Regions from separate parts of the Sus scrofa genome. Here all the other regions are linked to region 1. The links are chromatin contacts, called in public Hi-C maps. All regions are on one chromosome and are shown on one strand. The core of a region is the stretch at or near the end of the contact, and the rest is flanking DNA. Distances in the headings are between cores, read along the strand shown.

The links. A called contact is a pair of places that touch in the nucleus more often than the background predicts.
Region 2: a contact with region 1 is called in a Hi-C map of fetal heart ventricle, with 4 times the contacts expected there. The contact joins two enhancer-like sites. A contact is called at or near these places in 1 of 47 Hi-C or Micro-C datasets (fetal heart ventricle) and 1 of 2 datasets of contacts at active chromatin or transcription factors (skeletal muscle).
Region 3: a Hi-C map of heart right ventricle shows a contact between it and region 1, with 4 times the contacts expected there. The contact joins two enhancer-like sites. A contact is called at or near these places in 2 of 47 Hi-C or Micro-C datasets (fetal heart ventricle and heart right ventricle) and 1 of 2 datasets of contacts at active chromatin or transcription factors (skeletal muscle).

The regions. Positions count from the first base shown.
Region 1 is chr7:16,663,786-16,667,247 of Sscrofa11.1, forward strand. The region is part of intron 1 of LOC102160563 (a long non-coding RNA gene); the gene reads left to right. Among named protein-coding and RNA genes, the nearest start is that of SOX4, 220 kb to the right of the region's middle. Within about 2 kb of position 1,961, at least 32 of the 83 cell types and tissues checked have an H3K27ac peak or open chromatin away from gene starts, as enhancers often do.
Region 2 is chr7:16,299,070-16,302,531 of Sscrofa11.1, forward strand. All of the region lies in intron 10 of CDKAL1 (threonylcarbamoyladenosine tRNA methylthiotransferase), which reads left to right. Among named protein-coding and RNA genes, the nearest start is that of CDKAL1, 390 kb to the left of the region's middle. Within about 2 kb of position 1,657, at least 2 of the 83 cell types and tissues checked have an H3K27ac peak or open chromatin away from gene starts, as enhancers often do.
Region 3 is chr7:16,360,601-16,364,062 of Sscrofa11.1, forward strand. The region is part of intron 11 of CDKAL1 (threonylcarbamoyladenosine tRNA methylthiotransferase); the gene reads left to right. Among named protein-coding and RNA genes, the nearest start is that of CDKAL1, 450 kb to the left of the region's middle. Within about 2 kb of position 1,586, at least 14 of the 83 cell types and tissues checked have an H3K27ac peak or open chromatin away from gene starts, as enhancers often do.

The DNA of each region.
Region 1 (3,462 bases), core at 711-3,210:
ATGATGAATGGTGCTTTGGGTCAACCCTAAAAGACTGAGGAGACAAATATACCTCATTCGTGGGAAAACAAGCCCCAGGACATACATTATCGAAGAAAAATGAGATGGCCAGTGAGCTGTTTGTTAGGTATGTATCAGCTTTCATCTTTATTGTAGGACTTTATTTGGTTTTTATGTGCATATGCATATGTATGTATATTTTTAAATATGCTTACGTATATAGTATATACACACACTTTATTAAAAACAAGCACTAGATACTAGAAGATTATTCAGGGATTGCTTTTCTTACATCCTTTTTCTTGTTACAAAAGGTAGAGAAGACTTGGATAAAAGTAAGTCTCAACAAAAAAGAAGCAAAAAATAATCTATATTTTAAAAATCACAAAAACAGGGAGTTCCCATTGTGGCTCAGTAGAAATGAATCCGACTAGTATCCATGAGGATGTGGGTTTGATCCTTGGCCTTGCTCAGTGTGTTCAGGATCTGGCCTTGCTGTGCCTGTGGTGTAGGCTGGCAGCTGCAGCTTCGCTTTGACCCCTAGCCTGGAAACTTCCACATGTCGGGTGGGGGTGAGGCCCTAAAAAGCAAAAAAAAAAAAAAAAAAAAATGCAAAAAAAAAATCACAAAAGCAAATCACTATTAACCATTTGGAATCTATCTTCCAGTTATTTTTTTGATGCACAGAGAAACATTTCTTTGCCGGCGCCCCCCAACCCCACCCTCACCCCGGTAGGATCGACTCCAGGATTCCTAGAGATAAAAGAGATGAAATAGTGAAACAGGAAGCAGCACAAACATGTCACAAGGTAAATCCTCACAACATGTTACTTGATCTGAGCCTGCTCACTCAGTGTCGCAGAGCCGTCCTGAAGAACCAGGGAAGAGCAGGTGTGAGGCCTGGAAAGTGTGCAGCATGCTCCCTGGGGGAGGCCATCAAGGGCAGCAAGGGAGCCAGCATTAGAGCCCAGGGCCTGGGCAGCCGCTTGGGTTCTCAGACAGGCTCTTTGCATACTTTTGCTGCAGAAAGTTGAACCAAGTTCAAGAAGTTGGTGACTCGGCTAATGGCCTGGAGAATGAGGAACTGGATGGGGTGAAGTGCTCCAGAGGAATGTCTGGCACAGAGTCCTTATTTCCAGAACTTTCCAGTGCTGGCAGGTGTGAGATTGTGCAGTCACGGCGATCCTTGCCAAGGGGATTGAGCGCGAACTGCCGAGCACGGAGGGGAAAGTCCCTTGGTGGGCCGTGTGTGCTGTTAAGGGCAAGTGACAGAAGAGGGTACAATAAACACCAGTTCCAAAAACACTTTGCAGTCCTTGGGACTTGGCCAGTCACAGAGGCAGAGCGTGTTGGCCAGATCTGACGTGTGTGGGGGGGGAGAAAAAGTGATGAGACAAAGCTTGTCTTTTTATAGTGTTCTGTTTGTACCAAGTGACTCATAGCACGAGGTGAAAATATTTGAAAAGACAAGGAAGGGGAAAAAACGTGCTGGTTGATATTCATGAAACTGAAGCTTTTGAGTATCATCTTTCCCCGTCTCTACCTAAAACGTGGTAGGCATCCCAGCCTTCTTTCAAGTCCAGCTAAGTTACACATGCACGAGGTTTTGTTGTAAGCTTTGACCTGAGGTAAAAATCTGCTTCCAAATACTTTTCAGTCCCTGTCTTTAAGAGAAGAAATGGATGGATGTAGCCATGGGTGCCCCAGCTATGGAAGGGGGAAGGAGCCCTGGGTCTGCAGAGAGTCAGGGTCTGAGGACAGAGGTCAGAGGTCAAAGGATGAGCCTGTGACTGAAACATGTACAGTTTGATTTTGAGTTCTAGGGTAAAAGCCTTTTCCCACTCTGCCTCCTTTCTCACCTCTCTTCATTCTGCTCGTTCCTGGCTTGATGACCGCATTATCTCAAGTGAAGTTGTGGTGGAAATCCTGTGAAATAAGTGACCTCAGACAAAATCCCCTCCTGGTCTGGCATTCTGTGGTCAGCAGAGGCAGTCAGGGGTAGTTATTAATTAACCTTTTAGTGCTGGCTGTGTCTGTTGGCCGCAAAACACACAAAGGCCTTGGTATAAAAACAGCAGCCACAAATCACAGCTCAATAATTTCCTGGGTTTATGTGAACAAATATTCAGAAAAATGGAAGGTACTGTGTATTCAATAGCCTTAAAAAAAGAAAAATCAGTCACAAAATTGCTATGGGTAGAAAGTCAGCTCTTTAGAGGGAATTCTAGGACTGGCTCTGGTGCCATTTACGAGGGCAAGTAGCTTTCCTTTTTCCCATACATAAAATGAGGAGGCTGAATTGAAAGATTGCTAGGGTTTCTCTTCTTCTCCTTCTTCAAAAAAAACTTATATGATTTCATGATTCGTCTGCCTCAGGCAGCAGTTTGGGATTACCAGATTGAGCAATATTTGGGACATATTTATTCTAAAAAATCATGCGTTGTTTATCTGAAATTCAGATTTAGCTGGGTGTTCTGTATTGTATCTGGCAACCCTACAAGAGTGAAATTTGTGTTGGGAGGACAGCAGCTGACCCTGGCTCTGCTCCCTTGCCTGGGCAGCAAGGCGGGACCAGTAGAAGGCGCCTGTGGGAACCGGTCCCCTCCCACCCCATCCCAGGCAGCAGAACAGGAGGAGGCTGCCCCGCTCAACTTTGCTCACATCAGGGTCACGGCAAACTCAATTCTCTCCAGATCTTTGTCGGCAGAACAGCTCGAATCTGTATTTAATTTGGCCACCTTTCCAATCAGCACTAAAAACAACAACAACTCAAACAACTCCTTTTCAGTACAAGGAGACAATTTCTTATCTTTCTCTTTGGAGTTAAGTTCTAGCACATAACCAAGGAAGCAGGTCCACTCAACAGAAAATCTTGGACATTGTATGCATTGGAACAAAATTCACTTTGTGAGGATGACGTACCATGCACCTTGGTGAACAGTAAGAGTGCTCTGAATCCAGATGTAGGATATGCCTTCAAAAAAAAAAAAAAAAAAACCAAAAAAATGTGGGATGAGATTTATACGACTATAGCTTTTGAGAACTTATAAAATTTCTTTCTTACATTGTGTGAGTTTATTTTTACAAATAACCCAATGGAAGGGGTACTTTATTTGTTCCATTTTACAGGTAAGGAATTTGGCTTAGAAATGTTGCATTTCTTACTGAAATCTCCCAGAAAGTCAATGAAAGATGGGGCTTGAACTCAGGTCCTTGACCACAGTTCTTTTTCCTTGACCTCCATTTCTCCCCTCTGCTGCCCTGCTATGTGAGGACTCTTTTTCTTGAAGACTCACATATTTTGAAGGTCTCTGTGGGGTTTAGAAAGACAGGTCCAGTGCTTTTTGATGGTTTTGGCTAGTCTGTACTCAGACTCCTTTTGCTTCTTTGTTTGATCGTCTCCAGTAAACCAGGACAGAGGCTTGGAGAGCTGATAAGCATCATTGCAGCAGATGAGGAAAC
Region 2 (3,462 bases), core at 407-2,906, 370 kb before region 1:
AAAGAAAATTAAAAAAAAAAATTAAAAAAAAAAAATAAGTTGCAGAGGTGTTCCTGTTGTGGTTTAGTCGGTTAAGAACCCAACTAGTATCCATGAGGTTCGCTCAGTGGGTTAAGGACCCAGCATTGCCACAAGCTGTGTATAGGTCCTGGACATGTCTCAGATCTGGCATTGCTGTGGCTGTTGCATAGGTGGCTATGGCTCCAATTCGACCCTAGCCTGAGAACCTCCATATGTCACAGATGTGGCCCTAAAAAGACAAAAAAATAAAAAACAAAAATAAATAAAATAAGTCTCAGGCATTTTGGTTTTTACTTAACCCTTTGACCTGGCACTTGAAAAAGTGTGACTCTGTGAAAATCAGATATACTCAGAGCTGTAGCAGTCTTGCTATGTTTGTAGTAAATGTAAGACATCCATCATGAAGACCAGGAGATGTGCTAGATATATGGTGGGTAGGAAGAGGAGTAAGCCTTGCCAACATACAGCTGATGGGATTCCCACGGTGACACAATAGGATCAGCGGCGTCTCTGGAGCATGGGGACGCAGGTTTGATCCCCAGCCCTGCACAACGGGTTAAGGACCTATTGTTGCCACAGCCGCAGTGTAGGTTGCAAACTGCAGCTCAGATCTAATCCCAGGAACTATATATGCAGCATGACAGCCAAAAAAGAAAAAAAAAAAAATGCAGCTGATAACATTCCAATTTCTTTGGATTAAAAAAATCAGAGATCAAGCAAAAATAGCTATAGTCAGAGAAGTTCAAGTGAGGAGTAAATAAAAGGAGGAAAAATAATGTATTGGCTCTGAGATGAGTAGCCTAATACCTTTTGGAATAAATTCAGCACTTTAATTGCAAGATAGCAGAAACTAATGTTGCATTTATAGCAAACCCTTATGCTCAGCACCAAAGTAGTGCCAGAGTTGTTGACCTCCAAATAGATGCTCCGGAAGAGCTGCTGAAAATCAACAGAAGATGCTAAACTTAGCTGTTCACCTTACCTGGAAAAACACCAGGTATTTAATTCACAGGTTATGGTTAGAGTGATTGTCATAACATTACCTTGTTAAAATTCTTGCTTTAAGATAGCTATAGTGTTGGCCTTGTCATGTCTGTCTCAGGACCTGTCCTACTCTGTAGTGGCTCAATGAATGAATAAATAAAAGAATGAATAAAGGAAGAGCCTTCTTCATAAAATAAAACTGCAGAGTCCACTCTATTAATGTGAACTTCGAGGTCTTCACATTCTGGCCAGAGGAGGCAGCACAAGATCACAAAGAAAATGTGCTTCAAGGTGGAGAGTTTGTCCCAGAGAAAACCACCGCTCCTCTGCCCTTGATCAGCAGGGAGTCACCCTGTCCTGTTGTGCCACACCAGGGAGAAAGCAATCCCGAGGAAACGGAACCCAGTAACAGAGCAGCAAGGCTGCGCAAGAGTAAAAGACCCGAGCACCTGGAAGCGCTCTCCACGTCCTCCTTTGTCCCTTTTGCAAGACTTGGGCACGTGGGTGGTTCTTCTCTCCTCCTCTGAGTGGGAGAGCCTGGAGCTCACCGGGTTCCACTAACACCTCCTTCTGTAACAGGAAGGGCATCATCTGAGCTGCACAGGCATCACTGGCTTCCAAGTGTGAAAATGGGCCTTAGGGAAGGAAGCCAAGCCAGGGAGCCTCAGCCCCCACCCTCCAATGCATTGTATTTCTCCATCTTCCTTGCACGAAGCCTAGACCACTGCAGAAATTATTTAGCTAAAGTGTGGAAGAGAGTTCATCAATAAGGAACAAAGAAAACACGAGAAAATCTGAAAATAAGGGAAATGAACAACACCAGTGAGTGACAGGTGATGATTTTTTTTCTAACTGTAGGGCTAGATGGAAGCCACCTTTGAATAACTACTCTGATGCTCAAATACCCTTACAATGAGGGTTCCCAGCAAATTGTCTTCATGGGACCCAGCCTTCTTGTGTTTCTGGAAGGTACTTCACACTACAAACTGTAATTATAGAGCACTTCACCAGGCTGTTTTTCTTCTTCTTCATTTTGTTCACTTCACAATCATCTGACTCTTGAGATTTCTTTCTTAAACTCTTTTATTACTTTTTTTTTTTTTCCTTTAGTTCAGCAGTTTAAAGGGGAGATCATTTAAAGGAAAATACCAAAGTTTCTATCATTATTTGAATGTGTGGTATGGAAAATAGGCCTACTGGAAGTACATTTTATTAAATCTTAAGAACAAAAGATGCATATTACACTTAAGATGCACATTAAGCTTTTTATGGAGAGTCTAACATTATGTGTGGCACTTTAAATAGTAGATATCGAGTAAATGTGTGATGCATAAAAGGAAGGGAGGGAATTCCTTGGGCCTCGTGGTTAAGGATCCCGCATTGTCACTGCTGTAGCTCAGGCCACTGCTCTGGTGTGGGTTGATTCCTGGCCCACGAACTTCCACATGCCTCTGGTATAGCCAAAAAATTAAAAAATAAAAGAAGGGGAAGGAAAATTCTTAATCATCAACAAGCATGCAAGTTAGTCATCTGATTGGAACATCTACAACCCCTATATTTAACTTGTCACTGCCTCTTAAAAAAAGAGCGATTCATTTTAAATGATGACATAACTGACAAGGATAATCTCAAATATATATTTACATATATGTGTGTGTGTGTATATATATATATATATATATATATGTATATATATATATATATGTTTATATATGGAAAACACCCTGGAATTGAAGAAACATAATTATAAGCTTATGTAAAACTTATTAAATTTGGATATGAGTCAGAAAGAATAGATGAAACTATTTTACCTCATCTCAAGTCTGTGATGCATCTTCATTACTAATAGGATAAAGATAAGATCCTGTGATGTGCGGAGTCCTGAACATGGTTTCTCCATTGTGTCCCTGTTCCCTCTTCCTTTTCCTGCCTTTATGATGCCTCCTGTATAGCCTGTATTTTTTAAACTATTTTATATTCTTGCTATTTTTACTTTCACTTTTTCTCATCTCATAACTTACTACATGATGACAGTTGGTAGTATTGAGTTAATCAGATATACTAATATTTGCTACTAGATATATTGACTAATATATTGCCCCTATTGTGGCAAATAAGAGATACATTCCCCTTGTGTTTGCTTTTCTATTGATACTGCTAAGAAAGTAACATTGGCATATTCCTCTGTAATGAACTGTGACCTTCTAGGTGGAGCCACTTGTGAATTTGATTACTCTTAAAACTACATTGCTTGCTTAGTTTTACCCTCTGAGTTGTAGGTAGCCCACAGCTAAGGTATTAATTCAGCCTGAACATAACACACCTAAACCCATCAAGGCATGATGTGGGTAGTGACAGTGATTCAGCGACTACTGACACCTGGGCACCCGAAAACACTGATAACGTTTTTCAAGACTGCATTATAATAATCATAGTAATAGCAGTATAGTTTCTCAG
Region 3 (3,462 bases), core at 336-2,835, 300 kb before region 1:
ATGGGTATTATGATGTTAAAAAAAAAAAAAAAAAGCCAAAGAAAAAAGATGCTAAACTTAAGTATGTTGTGAACCTAGCCACTTTGGTAGAGATATTCACTTGCAGTGCTGTCATAATTTTATTCTTAGCAAGAACTTTTGTACAGGAATAGTCAGATCAAAATATGGGAGCATACCCATAGGGTCAGATAAACTAGATTTAAGTCCTGACTGTCTTTGTAATATTGACCAAATTACTTAACCTCTTTGACCTTGGTTTTCTTATCAGTAAAATGAAGATAAGTCCTTTTCTTTAAGGTTGTGAGACTTAAGATAATGTGCACTAAGATAGACTTAAGACAGTTCTTGGTATTCACTCATTAAATGACTGCTGATGCTTTTTCTAATAATAATAAAAGCAGCACAACAGAACAGTCATCCAATGATACCTAACAAAATAACAAAAGAAGTACAACCACAGCAGAAGAGTCATGAAGTGATACCTAAAAAATAAAAACAGTTGATACAGTCTATGTAGAAGCCAATGCACGTGACCAGTGCAATCTAAGATACACAGAAAATCAGTACAGAAGAAGAAAAATACATTGAAAATATTTTTGTTTTTACTTCTATAAATTTTTAGAAAATGTCCCTCTGTGTTGAAAGTGTAGTTGGCAGACGTTGTCCAAAAGGTTGAGAAAACAGGGTGAATATGCAACAGCTACATGTTAATTAAAGTCTACTAATGTCTCCAAGAACGATTCTGTCAATTGGGGTCTTTTTTTTTTGGACCAGAGTTCTCATCACCCTTTCAAGACCTTTCTTCCTTTCTTCACTCTGCACTCTGTTTCAACCCCCAGTAGCACTAGTCTCTAAACCTTTCTTTCCTCTTCATTGTAAACCTTTGCTTTCCTGGAACACTTAAGAGTCCTTGTCACTGGTAGTTAATTTTGTATGTTGTCAATCCTGTTGAAGTGTTGTTGGTTGATATTGCCTGGAAACTTCTTTCCTAAATAAAATTTGCATTTGGCTGGGTCTTTCCTTACTTAAACAAGGAGAAATAACAGAGAATAGGTTAGGAACTCTGCAGAACCTATATGCAAGATATTTTTGTTCAGAAGGAAATTTCAGCACCTGCTGCCCCTGAGCAGAAGCTGTATGCTTTTTTATAATGGACCCACCCATTTTAGAAAAGCTGCTAGTACATGGAGTAGTACAGACTCCCAGTACTGCCTCCCCCTTTTCAGCCCCCCAGATACAGAATTTAGTTGCATTTAAAGCAGAATTAGCTCTCTCATCTTTGGGTGGTATAAAACATTATCTTATCCCATTATTTGTTTCAAAATAAATACATAAAATATTGTCGTGAGTAGTTCCACAGGTTTGTGTCTAGCCGGGGAATGCATTCTGAGCAGTATTCAGAGGGGGTCAATTATCTGCCAGACTCTCATGGCCTGGCTGCTGCCCAGAGTCCTGGGAGATATAATCAGTTTCAGTTAATCCCAAACAATGGATTGTGGCGGGAACTCGGGTAAGTGGCGGGTGGACTGCACCCCGTCTGTTGATTTAAGTTGTCAAGAGAGCTTGACTCATGCTTAGACCTGACACCAGTTTGGGTCAGCTGACTGCTCTGAAAACCATTACCAGTAAACGAGGCTTCTTTTGTGTGTGAGGAGGGAGAGGATGACCTTTGTGGTCGTTTTACCCCTCCTTCTGCTCACTGCAGCCTCCACAGCCCAGCTGTGAGGCTCTTTCCATGACTTGTGATCTGCTCATACCACTCATGCCCATCCCTGGTTATCCAGCCTCATGGCTGAGGGAGATGCCAGTATATTGTGTGCATCACACTCTTGTTGGTGATGTTTAATAAAAATGCACTAGTATTCACTTTATCATATGCCACATCTCTACTGCATTTCATGATTTTCATAGGGAGTCTTATCTGTCCGATATATATTTTAGGCCGGGGCAGGGCAGGAATTACATTGCATCAGCGTTAATCATTCTTGTTACCTTTTGATTAGATCACTCGGGATAAATACTGGTTGAGAGAATGATGTCAGGTTGAAAGCATGAGGATAAATACGGTCAGAACATTAGCACTTTGTTTAATGTGATTTTTTTAAAAAGTTTGAAGATAAATGAGTCTTATTTTGTCATTCTATTTTTTTCTACCATGAGCCTTTGAAAGTAAATCATAGCAATTTGAACTTGAGAAACACACACAAATGGAAACTTCTTCTTCCTTTGATACCAGTTTAAACTTATTTACTCTGAGTTGATTTAAAGCCCGTATATAGGGGGTCCTTTTGTGGCTCAGTGAGTTAAGGACCTGACATTGTCTCTGTGAGGATGCCAGTTCCATCCCTGGCCTCACTCAGTGGGTTAAGGATCCAGTGTTGCCTTGAGCTACGGCATAGGTCGCAGATACAGCTCCAATTAGATGCCTCCCTGGGAACGCAGGTGTGGCCATTTAAAAAAAAAAACAAACAAAAAGCCCATATATAGGTATGTTTGTTGCAGTAGGTCTGACTAAAGGGCACCATCATATAATGGCGAGGTGCTGTGAGGAACTGAACCCCAGAGGGTGACCCAGGGTGGCCATAAGCTCACACCCTCCTGTTAGCACCAGTTAGTCTCAGGAAACCTTGAGGGCCACACTTTGATATGGATCATCTTTCCCGTTCTTTCTGTAAATTAGTTTTGGAAAGCCAGAAAGCTTCAGCTCTTCAAGTACATAAGATGTATGATTTTCTCTTTCCATACCTTTATCAAGCTTTGTACCCTGTCTCTTTCCTGTTACACTTTTGAAGGTATCTGCATCATTTAAATGATTAGCTTCTCAATCATAAATGATTCCATTTTCTAATGACTAGAATTTTGTCTTCTGGAGAATGTCTGTGACAGATTTCCGTGGTTTTTATTCTACTTTCTAATTTCGTTTTCATTTACTTAAGAACAAAGTGCAAACTTTCATGAGAATAGATGCAGTAGACAGAGTGCCGTAATTTATTTTTATTTACCATAGATCATAGCCATTTCACTTTTTCTGGCAAAATGGGAACAAATCCATCATGGCTCTTTCATCCTTTTCTACTGTGTCATGCACTTCAGTGGGGTGTGTTAGTTACTCACGTGGTGTCACATGGAAAAGAAGAGGTACGATTGCTTTCCTTTGGTTTATGCAATGACCTCAAGTGAGGGGAAACTGTCCTCCGTTGAAGAATGTATCATGAATTTTCGTGTGGCATTTCCTTTTATATTAATTTATAGATGAATATGTGATAGAGATGATAAAATATGAAGACATGACTCTTCTATTTTAGCCAACAAAATAAGATATACATATTGCATGTATATCTGCTAGGTTCTACTTTACTGTAACAAGGTGAAGATTAACTTCAGAGATGACTTGATAAAAAGTATCAATGTTAGTAGTTTTTTTTTTTCTGGGACGACATATGGAAAAGTTTTATAGGTGAC